Regions from separate parts of the Mus musculus genome. Here all the other regions are linked to region 1. The links are chromatin contacts, called in public Hi-C maps. All regions are on one chromosome and are shown on one strand. Each heading gives the region's core, a stretch centred on a gene start, on an enhancer-like site or on the middle of the called end of the contact. The rest is flanking DNA. Distances are from core to core; before and after follow the strand shown.

Region 1 (4,058 bases), core at 1,070-3,569:
CTGTCCTTGGCTTCTGTTTGCATCCCTCTGGGGCTTCCAGAACTCTTTTTCTCCAGGCTATCTTCTCTTCTGGGCTTGTTACTTGTGTTGCTCTTAGGAAGATCTTTATAGTGGTATTTGATGGCCCTTAGATAAAGCAAGACAATCTCCTCCTCTCAAAATCTTTAATGTGGGGACTGGAGAGATGGCTCATCTGTTAAGAGCATGTGTTGTTCTTTAAAGGACCAAGTTTGGTTCCCAGCACCCACGTCAGGTGGCTCACGACTCCTGTAACAATCTCAGGGGAATGTGATCTACCTGCCCCTCTGGGTATCTGCATTCCTATGCACAGACACACAGGCATGATTTAAGATGAATTAAAATGAATTAAGAATTGAATCCTTAATGTGATTACATTTTCAAGGCCCCTTTTCTAATGGGAAGCACACTTCTAGGTCTTAGGATTAGTTTCTGACATCCTGGGAGACCACTGTTTTTAATGCCACAGTGTTCTAAGAACTCTCATCACACCCACTTCCTCCTGAGCAGGCCTCTCTCCTGGCTCAAGTTTCATGTTGCTGTGGACAGCCTTATTAACTCATGCTCACAGGCAAACAAATGTGTGTCCGACAGATGACAGGAACCCTCCTATTTGCCTTCAAAATATTCCTTAAGTAGAAGGGAAATATTCACACGCTGGAGTTCTTAACCCATTGCCACATGCCCCCAGGAAGTGCCCAGACGAGATACTCAGGAACCCAAAATGGGGCTTTGAGGAATCACATTTTAATAAATATATTACCTTCCCCAGGAGAATAAATAAAATATGTTCATGGTGATGGTTTTTCTCTACATTTCTGAGATACTGGAAACCTGGAACTTTGCTGGGTAAGCATGCATGGTTAGTCAGCATGTTAGAAATAAGGGCAGAGGTACTGTATCCCCAAATGATGATTCCTGCCTCTCTACAAGGGAGGGTCTTCTAGACTGGGAACCTGCTAAGCTTGGCCACATGACATGCACTGGACAATGAGATGGGAATGGAAATGTTCTCAGCCGCTCCAGAGCTGAGACTTCACAGCTCTTGGATGATTTTGCTAGGAATTCAATGACGATTGAATACTCGGGGCTTAACGAGAGGGAATCGTCAGGGAAAATCTGAGCTGGCAAGGCACACAGAAAGAAATGAATATTTATATTGCTGACTTAAAGGACTTTAACTTTTGTTTCACACATCTGCATGCTTTGCCTGCACGTCTGTCTGTGTACCATATACATGCTCGGTGTCCACAGCGGCAGAAAAGTGGGTTTGGATTTCCTGACACTGAAGTTACAGATGGTTATGAATCACCATGTGTGTGCTGGAAACAGAGCTCAGACCTCTGTCAGAGCAGCAAGAGTCCTTAATTGCCAAGCCATCTCTCCGTTTCCTGTATTACTGTCTTAAAGTGACCTATAAATTCTTTCAGGTGAACTTGGGTACAATATACCCTCATGCCTTCTGGGTCCAGAGACCAGATCTGAAGCAGAAACCCACTGGGTACACACTGGAAGCTGGCTGTGTGTAAAAGCTCCCAGAGAGACTCCAGTGAGGGATCATGCAGTTGCTGAAACATTATTGTTATAAATGATACAGCATGGAGCTAAATAAATGAGCTTTTGAAACACTGGTAAGTGGGAGCAGCTAGGACAGACAGCCAAGCCACCTTCGTGATAAACATCCTGAGCCCAGAGTGTACAGATCAGGTTGCAGTTGGCCCTGCACAGCCTATAATCCTATTTGGATGGCTCATCTCCACCCTCCCTCCCACGCATACCAATATAACTTCATAGGTGGTTGTAACCTGAGCCGAGATCTCTTTTGAGTCATGAGGATTTGCCTGGATGGGGAGTTATATGCCTGCTTTAGCTTCGGAAGGCTTGCTTTCCTTTATTGGCTTGAGACAAAATTCATAGGACATAAAGTTAGCAGCTGTAAACTGTGCAACTCTCCGAGGTCCATGCATGTTGTATCGTCTATTTAAATATCATTCTATTTTCAGGAGCGAGCAGTATTCCACACATGTGTATATCCACACTTGCTTATCCACTCATCTGTGGGTGGATATTTAAGTTGCTTCCTCCTCTGGGCTATTGTGAACATGAACACTGTGAACATCTGTGTGGGGTGATGGCCTCAGCACCTGTTTTTAATTCTTCAGGGTATGTACCTACTCACAGAGTTGCTAGGCCATGGGGTAATTTGTTTGATTTCTAAGGAGCTGCTAGGCTGCTGTTCACAGAGACCATCCCACTCCAGTTCCCACCAGCAGTGTAGGAGGACTCCAATGACCACAGCTTCCCTAAAACTTACTGCTATTTTTAAAGTATTATAACTTTTCTAGTTTCATTTCTGTCTCTGTGACTAATTCCTGATCAAAAGAATCTTAGGGAAGAAAGGACGTACTTAGCTTACAATACCAGGTTATAGTCCATTGTTTTGGGGACACCAAGGCAGAAATTTTGAGGAATCACATCCCCAGTCCAGGGTAGAGAGAATAAACACAGGGGCCCTGTTTGCTTGCTTTCCTCTAACGTTCTCTTGTCTTAATTATTTTGTCCCTCTGCTTAGGGAATGGCACCACCCACTGTTCTGGGTCTTCCTGAATCAATCGACAATCAAAACAACCCCCATGAATGTGCCCTCAGGCCAACCTGATCCAGATAGTTCCTCAGTTGTAACTCTTCCTCAGGTACTCTATGCAGTGTCAAGTTGCCAATTAAAACTTACCCTGTTGGATTTGAGGTGATATGACTAATGACAATGGACATTGTTTCGTGTGCTTATTTAGCTATTTGTACATTTTCTTTCAAAAAATATATCTTTTCAGTATCCTTCTCAATTTAAAAATGGAATTGTCTCTCTTTTTGGCTTTTAAATGTTAGAAAATTTTATACCTTGTGGCTATTAAGACCTTTAACAGAAATATGATTTGCAAGTGCTGTATTCCAACTCATCCTGCATCTTTTCTCCTTGATGCACAACATGCTAAGATCTGAAGATGCATGGTTTATCCAGTGTTGGATTATTCATATTTCGGTGTCATATTTAAGAATCCACTGCCCAGGATAAGATAATGACCATTTATGTGTATTTCTTCTACATTCCCTTTAAGATTTTAATTCTTATATTTAAGTCATTGATCTATTTTGCATTAACTTCTATATACTGTTCACAATAGTTCAATTTCATTTCTCTGTATGGACCAGCCAGTTGTCCTAGCACCATTTGCTGAAGAGATTGTTTGGTTTCCATTAAATGTTCTCAGTACTCCTGTATCAGTTGGCCCTGGGCGTGTGGGCTTGCTGTCAGTGTTGGGTCTGGAGGAACATCCTGCAGCACCTGGAACAATTGACCTCATCTTCTTAGTGCACACCTGCTCCTCTCAGATCCTGTCTTAGCATCCTGCTGTGTACAGCTGCGACAACCCTGGGCCAGCCTAAATCCTCTAAAACATGTTATTTTCATTGATTTCCTTCACCTCTACTTTGATCACTGACTAGGGGTTCAGTTGTTGAAACTGTTGCATTACCTGACCTTTGTCTTCAAGCACAGTGTTGTATATATTGTATTTCCAATTCAGTGCAGAGAGAGCCCCCTTCCCTGGAGTAACTGATGCGCAGAATTACCCTCTAGAGCATGTTACAATGGAGAATTTTATTAATCAGGGCTGGAACTGTGCTCAGTTTTATAGAGATTTATATCTCTAACCATATTAAGAATCTTGCTTTCTTTAAAACATGACCCTAACAAGGTGGGATTTTGTTATCAGCACATGGCTTAAAGTCAGACTTCAAGCTTGTTTCCAGCCCCAGGTCCTGCCTTTCCTAGGCAAGGCTGAAAAAAAGTTCTAATTAATGCACCAGAGCATTAATCTTCTCATACATAAAGAGGTGAAGACAACAGATCTCACTCCAATCTCATCCCCAGTGATCTAAGGACTAGCGAGCACAATGTACATGTATATACACCTTATATGTATTGAGGCTAGACAATGCAATTCCCCAACAGTGTAGCCAAGTCAAGGGAAAGAAAGATG
Region 2 (4,031 bases), core at 804-3,303, 290 kb after region 1:
ACGCTTGATAAGAGCTCAGAGGAGGTTGGGGATGATCTAAGAAGACAGGGGGAGACAACTGAAAAAGTTAATTTTCCCTATGAATGATCACAGTTTAAAGACAGTTTAATGTTGTCAACAGGAAGCACTGTGAACAACCTTCCCTGGGAACACATGGCTGTCGTAAGCAAGCTGTTCACATGTGTTGGGACTATGTGTGTAGAATTAAAATGGTTCTGCCAAGCTACTCAATGATTCTGGTTACAAAACTAATTGCTTTAAATAAAAATCCTTTTCCTTGATCAACATGGCGTGGCAGCTGAAGCATCGTAGGCAGAGAGATCTGTGCGGCAGGGTGGGGGTCCACTCAGATGCACCGGGGGGGGGGGTGTTAAGACTTTACCTTGGGTACTAATGGCTTCACTTAAGAGAGAACATGTTACGTAAAGCAAGCAAGCCTCCAGTCGTTGCATTTAGAACTACAGAGAGGGTGTCACTGAGTTACCACAGCACACTTGCCACTTTAAGCCTGCCTTGAAGTCTGGCAGTGGTGGGCTGTTGCATCCTCTTTTCTAGAATGGTGTTTCTTAGTGGAAGGGAAGAAAGGGTTGGCTAGAAAAATGTATGCAGATTGGGTTCTGGCCAAAATACTGCCCCCACACGTGGTAAGCTGTTTAATTCCCTAGAGCCACATCAATGGAATTGTCTATGTAAAATACAACCACTAGTTAGATTGTTTTGTTTTGTTTTACTGTATTCTTTTTCTCAATTAATTAATTAATTAATTAATTCATTCATTCATTCATTCACTTTACATCCTGATCACTGCCCTCCCTCCTGGTCCCCCCTCCCCATATATCCCCTCCCCCATCTCCCCTCCTCTTCTCCTCTGAGAGAGTGGAGGCCCCTCCCCCTGGGGATCCCCCCCATCCTGGCGCATCAAGTTTCTTCAGGGTGAATCCTCTCCCATTAAAGTCAGACAAGGTAGCCCAGCTAGAAGAACATATTCCACATAGAGGCAATAGCTTTTGTTATCGTCCCTGCTCCAGTTGTTCAGGACCCTCATGAAGACCGACCTGCACGTCTGCTACATATATGCAAGGGGCCTGGGTCCAGCCCGTGCATGTTCTTTGGTTGGTGGTTCAGTCTCTGAGAGCTCCCAAGGGTCCAGGTTAGTTGACTCTGTTGGTTGTCCTGTGGAGCTCCTATCCTCTTCAGGGCCCTTAATCACTGGTCAGATTTTTGTTGGCTTGACACAAACACCTGGGAAGAGGGAATGTCAATTGGAGAGTTACATCTATCAGATTGGACTGTGGAGTATTTTCTTGATTAGTGATTTATGTGGGCAGGCGATCTTTGGAGGTATAAGAAAGCAGGCCGAGCAAGCCAATAAGCAACATCCCTCTGTGGCCATGGATTTGGTTCCTTCCTTGAGTGTTTGCCCCAATTTCCTTTAATGATGGATTATAACATGTAAGATGAAATAAGAGCTTTCCCACCCCAGTTGCTTTTGGCCATGGTGTTTATAACAGCAATGAAAAGCAAACTTAGAACAACCATGTTGATCGAAAGAACTGAAATCGTTGTCTTTAGTCCCTGTTCCTGACATACTGACTCTCCATTTCAGCAACGTGTTGATGTGCAAATAGAAATCATGTCTACTGTGTCTTGTTATCTATCTCTGACTGTAAAGCTGGGGTCTGGTCTGGCTGGAGATACCTTTAAAAAGTCTAGAGTATGCATAGCTGACGCTTGGAAGGTGACAGGCCACATCAGGACCAGTTTAGATTTCAGGAATTTTGCTTTTATGAAGGCACACAATCGTTTTCTTTGTCCATCATCGAAAGTAAGTAGTGGGATATGCTGGTGTAGATAGTTTCACGGACAGAAGAGAAGAAGTGCCTCCTTGGGGCTGGCTGTTCATCATGCAAGAAACATTGAGGAAAGAGTAGCCAAGTTTGTGACTGGCCACCAGGGGTCGCCAGAGGAATTGAGAGGCCAGTGGATAAACTGGATCTAGTTCTTTTCCTTTCCCCTTACTTTCCCTCCCTCACTTTCTCCCTCCCCTCCCTCTCCTCCCTCCCCTTTCTCCTCCCTCCGGAGTCTTGATTGGGTCTTTCTGTGTAGCCCAGGCAGTCACACTTCTGTCTTCACTTCCCTAGCTACTGGGATTGCAGGCTGCCACGGTTGTTGTCGGTTGTTGTCTGTGCACCAGGACAGGGCTCAGCCACTTGTGCTCCACCCACGCGCAGGGCATCTGCTGTTGTTCTCCGTGTATCTCACAAGTCCAGGATTCCTCTGCTCCTTCGCATTTCATCGTGTCTTCCTTCTCTCAGTAGCTCTCGACATGGTTATACTCAGGCCCTTGACTCATTCATAAACTGTTTCTTTTCTTCATCTTCAAACAGGTAACTCTTTACCCGGGGCGATTATCCATCTAAGCCATCCATCCCAAGCTTGAATAGCCATCTCAAAAGCCCTGCCTTTGAGTCCTCAATCGCGTGTTCCTCTGCCCACCTGCCCCTATATGTAGCTACACGTAGCTGTCTTCCCACTCATCAAAAACCCAACCTGAACTGACACTTTAAAAAAGGTAACACCAGACGCTGCCTGAAAGAAGTGTTGTGACTGTACCTGCTGCTCATATAAATAACAACCTGTGCTTCCAGGCAGAGGGCACGGAGACACAGCGAAAGTAAGGCATGGACTCAAGGACACGCAGATATAAAACAGCTAGTCGGAACTCCAGTCCTGGCAGTGTAGCTCCCATAGCCACACTCTTTACAGAGTACTTTTTTTTTCTTCCTGACTGTGAGTAGGAGCTAACCCACAGCTTTGGGAGAGCAGACAGTGTGTGCTATTAGATGAATTTACACACTGTGCTGGATGCATGGGGCATGGTGGTGATGTGACTCACTGCTGCGGAGAGACACCCCACAACCTGAGGTCCAGTGACCACAAAAACAGCATGGCCTTATCACTGTGCTGTGTCTTCAGCGTATGTAATGTCCATAAGTGGAGCACATGTGTAGAGAAGAGTCCTCAGACATCTCCGTGACTAAGTTTAAGAAGTTAGACTTGGGATGGCAGGGGGGGGGGCGGTCTTTAAAAATCCTTAATTCCGAGTGTATACCCCAGAGCCGAGAGATGGTGGGTCTGAATGTACCCACTATCAAACCTGAGGACCTGACGGCCCCCTGAGCTCCATGGCAGGAGAGAACCAGCTCTCAAAACTTGTTTATTAATGCTCACAGGTGCCAGTTAATAAACAAATAAGCAAAAAAATGTACTGAGATTTAAAAAGAAGTACTCTGCAATATAAAACGTATTGATGAAGAAAATCACTTTAAAGCTTTGAGATGGGAGACCTAAATGTCTTGAATCGTAGCTAAAGTAAGATTAATATTTTCAAAAGTCTGAATTCCATCCTACCTACCACCAATTAGCAGAAGTTCCTTATTTCAGTGGCCCCCATGTTTGCAGTGAGGTTTTCTTCGTCATGTCCTTGTGCATTTCTCCTCTTTCCTTGGAGAAGGGCCTCACCTCACAAGTGAGATCTGGATATGTCATGGATTATCTATAAGAATGTTATGCCGTTCGTGTGGGCCATAGCAAGTATTGTCTATCCTGGTTATGATGTCATGATTCGTCACACAAGCATGACGTGCTATGGCTGACTCTCGGGTACATAGCATTAAATAGCACCTTCATATCGCAGCACCTGGTTCAGGTATGGCATCAGTGCATAGGCTGCTCAACTCATTGAAGGAGAAAGACACATGGTAGGGGTTGGGTTCTCTTTAAAACCAGGTGCTTCAAGGGCCGCTGAGCACCAAGGAGGCAGGTCAGCTGAGGTTGGAAGTCTGCTAGCATCCCAGGAATGCAGGGTGCCGTGCTTCACGGCCTCATGAGAACCCTGTTTGGCACATTGCTGTTTGACTTGTCCTGTAGTGTGGCCTCTTAGGACCAGGCTATTTTTCTGAGTGTCTAGAGATAACCTTAACCCTGCCAGGTCACAGGAAGGTGGGGGAGAAGAGAGTATTGGAGATTAG
Region 3 (4,337 bases), core at 1,522-4,021, 450 kb after region 1:
GGAGGGGGGTTTCTAATGGGAGGATCAGGCAGACTCCCCAGGCTAGACCCTCGGAAAGGGTTTGCAGAATCTCGAGGCTCAAGTTTTAATGACTTCCCAAGGACTCCCAGGAGGCAAGCAATAACTAAACCCTGCACAGTCCATATGTGGGTGTTAATCTTCGAGAAGCGTAGACTTGAGCACTTAAAAAAAATGTTCATTTTGAGATAAGAATTCACTTGAGACCAGTTTTAAGTGAGACGAGGTTTAGATGACTGTCCCTTGTCACACAAAGATGCATTTAAAATTCTGACTTTCATTTCCATTTCCCTTTGGAGTTTGAGGAAAATGTAACCAACCTTCCTTCTTTCCTTCCTTCCTTCCTTCCTTCCTTCCTTCCTTCCTTCCATCTATCCTTCCATCTTGTCTGTCTGCATGTCTGTCTGTCTGCTTTTCTGTCTTTATTTATTTATTTATTTATTTATCTATCTATTTATTTACTAGATAGAACTTTAGCATCTTGTGACAGAATGTCCTGGCCCTCTACCAAGTATGTAGACTTGTTCCCCTGAGGCGTGTCTGTTAGGCAGTGACTCACAATGTAGTCGTCTGATGGGAGCCCCCCTTTGGCATATTCTCTTTTTATTTTCACTAAGTATTTCCAGACTCTGCCAGCTGAGGAAGATGTTCAGCTATGGCCTGACTACACAGCCTCATGTGCACCCAGCTAACACGTGGCAGCCAGTCTCAGTGGTCAGAGGAGTGTCATGCCTTTCTCGTTCAAGACTAACTTCCACCCCGACACAAATCCTTTGAGCACAATGGGCCTTTGACCGATTCTACTCAGGAAGAGATGCTTGTTGGTGGATATAGTGATAATGACAGTGAAGTTCAGTTGCTGGATCCCAGAGGATTGCTGGGAGTGATCATAAATTAGGGAACATGAGTTTTGGAGACTTGCAAAGCAAGTATAATGGGAGATGGAAATACAAGCAAACCAACCCTAAGCATTCATTTAGTTATAGATGCTACAGATTTCCCCACCAAAAATTACTTCACCAAATGACCTTTTGTTCTGGTCATAAAGGAATATGCCTGAGATGTAGCTGAGACATTTTAACTTAATTACATGATACTGTTGTGGCTCCCACAATACACCTGGCCTCTGGGCAATGGTACTTAGGGAGGAAGCAGGGCTGGTAGAGCCTCCCAAGGCCATGGCATGGATCCACTGGCACTCACAGATGCTCACTGCCTGTGGCCTTGGGTTGCCATCCACAGTGGAGACTTGAATAGGGTATAACATCAGAAGGTCTGGTTAACACTTAATCACGGTCACCCATCAGAGAAGGCGAGGCTCACATTGTCTCATTCGTTAGACTCAGCTTTCCTACCACCGGCTCTCATCTCACTCCTAGCATATCTACCAGGAACAGCTTCTGCCATTTGTGACTTCCACCCCTGAGTGACATACTAGAAAGCCAGTCTGGCTAGAGAGCTGCCGACTTTTGTCTAGGCTTGCAGATTTTGGTAACATTTCTTCCATAGTGTGTAATTCCAGTAGGAATAGCAGGAAAAAGACACCAAGGTAGCCCAGAGCTAGCTAGCCATAGACTCCAATCCATCCACAGACAGCTTGAATGTTAGGATGCTTCTATGCCCTTGGGAATAATAAGGTCAGGGAAACAACAGCACTGGCTAGGGAGTCAATCTTGATGAAAGTAGGGAAGGGCTAAGGCCACTAAGCTGCTACAGGAGAGCTAGGGCCTTACAGAAGGGCAGCCATTATTAGCCTCCTTCATGGTCTTTTCCTGTTTGTCAGAATCCCAGTATCCAAGCAGATGAATTAAAACTAGTGAATGAAGGAGCCACCAAAGAAGATGACTAAGGAACTGCTTTCTGAATTTGCTGGGAGGGGCGTTTTCCACATGTGGTGTGTGGTGTGTGGTGTGTGGTATGTGGTGTGTTGTGTGATTTTCCTGCGGCTTCAGAAAGACCACACCAGGTCAAACAGTTCCACATGAGGTTTATTGAGAGAGAGAAGGGCAAGGTGGCCTCGGAAAGAGAATGGGGAAAGAGAGAGAGAGAGAGAGAGAGATATGGAAGGGGGCTTTTTTTATATATGGATGGTGACATAGTCACAGGTAAAGATAGGAGGTGAGCCAAGTGGATTCTGGGAATATGGTGGCTCTTGCCTTGGCAACAGGTGTGTGGGTCGAACCTATGTGATGTCACGGGTTTCAGAGGTCCTGATACCAACAGTGTGTGGTCTTTGAGGGCCTCTATAGGCCCCATTTCTTGCTGTGAGAATTACCTCCTCTTTCAACACTTCGGGAAGAGCTGTAAGCCTAGATTCATGGGGCTGACTTCAGGACCACACCAGGATGTCAACTCCCTTTCTGAGGTGGGCATAGTGGAACCTCTTAGAGTTGAACAGCAGCAGCAGCTGCTGTGCTGGAGCTCAGGAGGGCGAGCACAGGGAGTTTGGGGCCACTCTGCTCAGCCATGCACCCAGAGCATTGGAGGTGGGATTCGGGGAGCAGAGACTGAGACTGAAGCAAGCCAGGGACTGCTGTAGTTCTGGGTGGCTCTACTTCTTGCTTCAAAGATTCCCCCTGGATCACCCCAGCAATTCCCAGTTTTCTTACTCAGCAGCTCCTTTTGTGATGTGTTCTCTTCCTTATTGTTTATCCGTTAGCATTAGTTCCTCCAGGATGAAGGGTTAAGAGCTGGCCTAGCAGTGAGTCACTGCAGAATGGCTAACATCTTCCAAAGAATGAGCCACAGTTTCTCTCTCTTTGGCCTTGACCTAGCTCCTGTGGTCAGCCCTTCCGTAAAGCCCCTCCTTCTTCTGTTGCAGCAGAGTGGCCTCAGTCCTTCCCTATTTCCATTTCGATTCACCCTCCCCAACCCCCACACCAGTGCCTTTTCCATGACCTTATTCCCAAGGCTTGGAAACATCCTAAGCTATTCACATTATTTCATCAGACCCAGGGTGCTGGCACGCGGTGACTCCCTGCTTCAGCACCAGCCAAGATTAGGGGTGGATGATCACATTACAATGAGACGGAACTCTCAGGACCCAGAACAGAGCATTTCACTGTCCCTCTGTTTCCTGTAAAACATAATTCTGGAAAGTATTCATATTTTGCCTTCACAGCTTCCTGCCCCTGGTAGAAAAGGGATTTCACCGAGCACCCCAGCAGTTACAGAGCCTGCACAGGGTGGCTGGTCAGAAAGTAGGGCACATAGAAAGGATCCAAGCCATTCAGGAGCCTGCACTGGGTAGCTAGCTAGAAATGGGGCCACCCAGAAAGGGTTTACACACACATCACAGTAGAGCTCGGGGTTGGGGGTGGGGGCTCTCTACAGGCAGTCAGTAGCTGTCTCTCAGTACAGCAGCCTGTGGAAATGCCAACTCTAACTTTTTTTTAACACAGGAAGGGCAAGGAAGTTGGCAACTGTTTTCAAATGGGCAAGCTAGTGTAGTCCCTTAAGAAAGGGAGAACTTGAGACTTTATTTCCTATACCTTTGGTCTCTGTCTTCCAAAGAGACCAAGGGTGTAGCTGATGTCAAGAACAATAGTCCCCATTGTCACCATTATCATTTACAGGAAATAGTCCAACTGACTGTGAGGTGTTTGGGTCAGCTAAACACAAAGCCGTAGGAGTCCTGCACTAGGTTTTTGGTGATACCGTCTTTGAGAATCTTGGGGTCTCTAGAACTCCATTACTTCATTACTCATTTTATAAATGTTACACCTCAATGATTAGACAGTTGGTGAGTGGTGACAGAACTGTGTAAATCCTGGTTCGCCAGGCTTCTACCTTGTCCCATCAGGATGAGATGGACTCAGTACCAGGTTCTGTGCAAAGATAATGAATCCGAGTCTCCTAAACACAGACACAGACATTCGACTCAGAAAGCTGGGAGCCCTGTTAGCTCTTCAACGCTGTTTGCTTGCTCAAATCCAGTAATTCTTAGTGAAGTCCATGCTAAGAAAATCTCTTAATTTTGGAATCACTTTAGACTTTCGTGTAAGGTTCAAAATCATATAGTGAGGTCTCATCTGCTTCTGCTCACTTGGTTCCTTCTAATGTTGGCATCTTATAAACTATGTACATTTTTCAAAATTACAAAAGTCAGTGACAAACTGCTATGAACTAAATCCCAGACTTTTCCATATTGCATCAGTGTTCCCTCCCAGGACCACACACTGTTTCAGACTGCAATCCACATCTGCTCCAGCCCTGCCCTGTACTAAGGCTGCAGCTATACTAAAAAATAGAATACTATATTCTATATTCTGTGCTCTACTAAAAAATAGAATACTATATTCTGTGCTCTACTAATATAG

What was found. Hi-C and Micro-C count contacts between places; a contact is called where the count stands out from the background.
Region 2: a contact with region 1 is called in a Hi-C map of bone marrow-derived macrophages, with 29 read pairs. The contact joins two enhancer-like sites. A contact is called at or near these places in 1 of 15 datasets of contacts at CTCF or cohesin (large pre-B cells), 52 of 484 Hi-C or Micro-C datasets (the AML12 cell line, the C10 cell line, ECoMG-derived neutrophils and 31 more), 6 of 115 datasets of contacts at active chromatin or transcription factors (differentiating embryonic stem cells, embryonic basal ganglia, embryonic stem cells and 1 more) and 1 of 9 other capture datasets (embryonic stem cells).
Region 3: a contact with region 1 is called in a Hi-C map of bone marrow-derived macrophages, with 17 read pairs. The contact joins two enhancer-like sites. A contact is called at or near these places in 17 of 39 promoter capture datasets (the C10 cell line, the HPC-7 cell line, HPC-7-derived erythroid cells and 11 more), 1 of 15 datasets of contacts at CTCF or cohesin (embryonic stem cells), 9 of 484 Hi-C or Micro-C datasets (bone marrow-derived macrophages, cerebellum, embryonic stem cells and 3 more) and 16 of 115 datasets of contacts at active chromatin or transcription factors (craniofacial prominence, embryonic basal ganglia, embryonic forebrain and 10 more).

What each region holds. Positions count from the first base shown.
Region 1 is chr6:54,246,777-54,250,834 of GRCm38.p6, reverse strand. All of the region lies in intron 6 of Chn2 (chimerin 2), which reads right to left. Gm15527 (a long non-coding RNA gene) reads left to right here. Exons shown (of 3, transcript XR_003956307.1): 2 at 1,449-1,649; 3 at 2,591-4,058. Among named protein-coding and RNA genes, the nearest start is that of Gm15527, 6.2 kb to the left of the region's middle. Within about 2 kb of position 2,319, at least 31 of the 459 cell types and tissues checked have an H3K27ac peak or open chromatin away from gene starts, as enhancers often do. A contact at or near this core is called in bone marrow-derived macrophages and muscle stem cells, where this site is marked.
Region 2 is chr6:53,956,558-53,960,588 of GRCm38.p6, reverse strand. All of the region lies in intron 3 of Cpvl (carboxypeptidase, vitellogenic-like), which reads left to right. Among named protein-coding and RNA genes, the nearest start is that of Cpvl, 20 kb to the left of the region's middle. Within about 2 kb of position 2,053, at least 23 of the 459 cell types and tissues checked have an H3K27ac peak or open chromatin away from gene starts, as enhancers often do. A contact at or near this core is called in bone marrow-derived macrophages, where this site is marked.
Region 3 is chr6:53,800,650-53,804,986 of GRCm38.p6, reverse strand. No RefSeq gene overlaps it. Among named protein-coding and RNA genes, the nearest start is that of Tril, 18 kb to the left of the region's middle. Within about 2 kb of position 2,771, at least 84 of the 459 cell types and tissues checked have an H3K27ac peak or open chromatin away from gene starts, as enhancers often do. A contact at or near this core is called in bone marrow-derived macrophages and muscle stem cells, where this site is marked.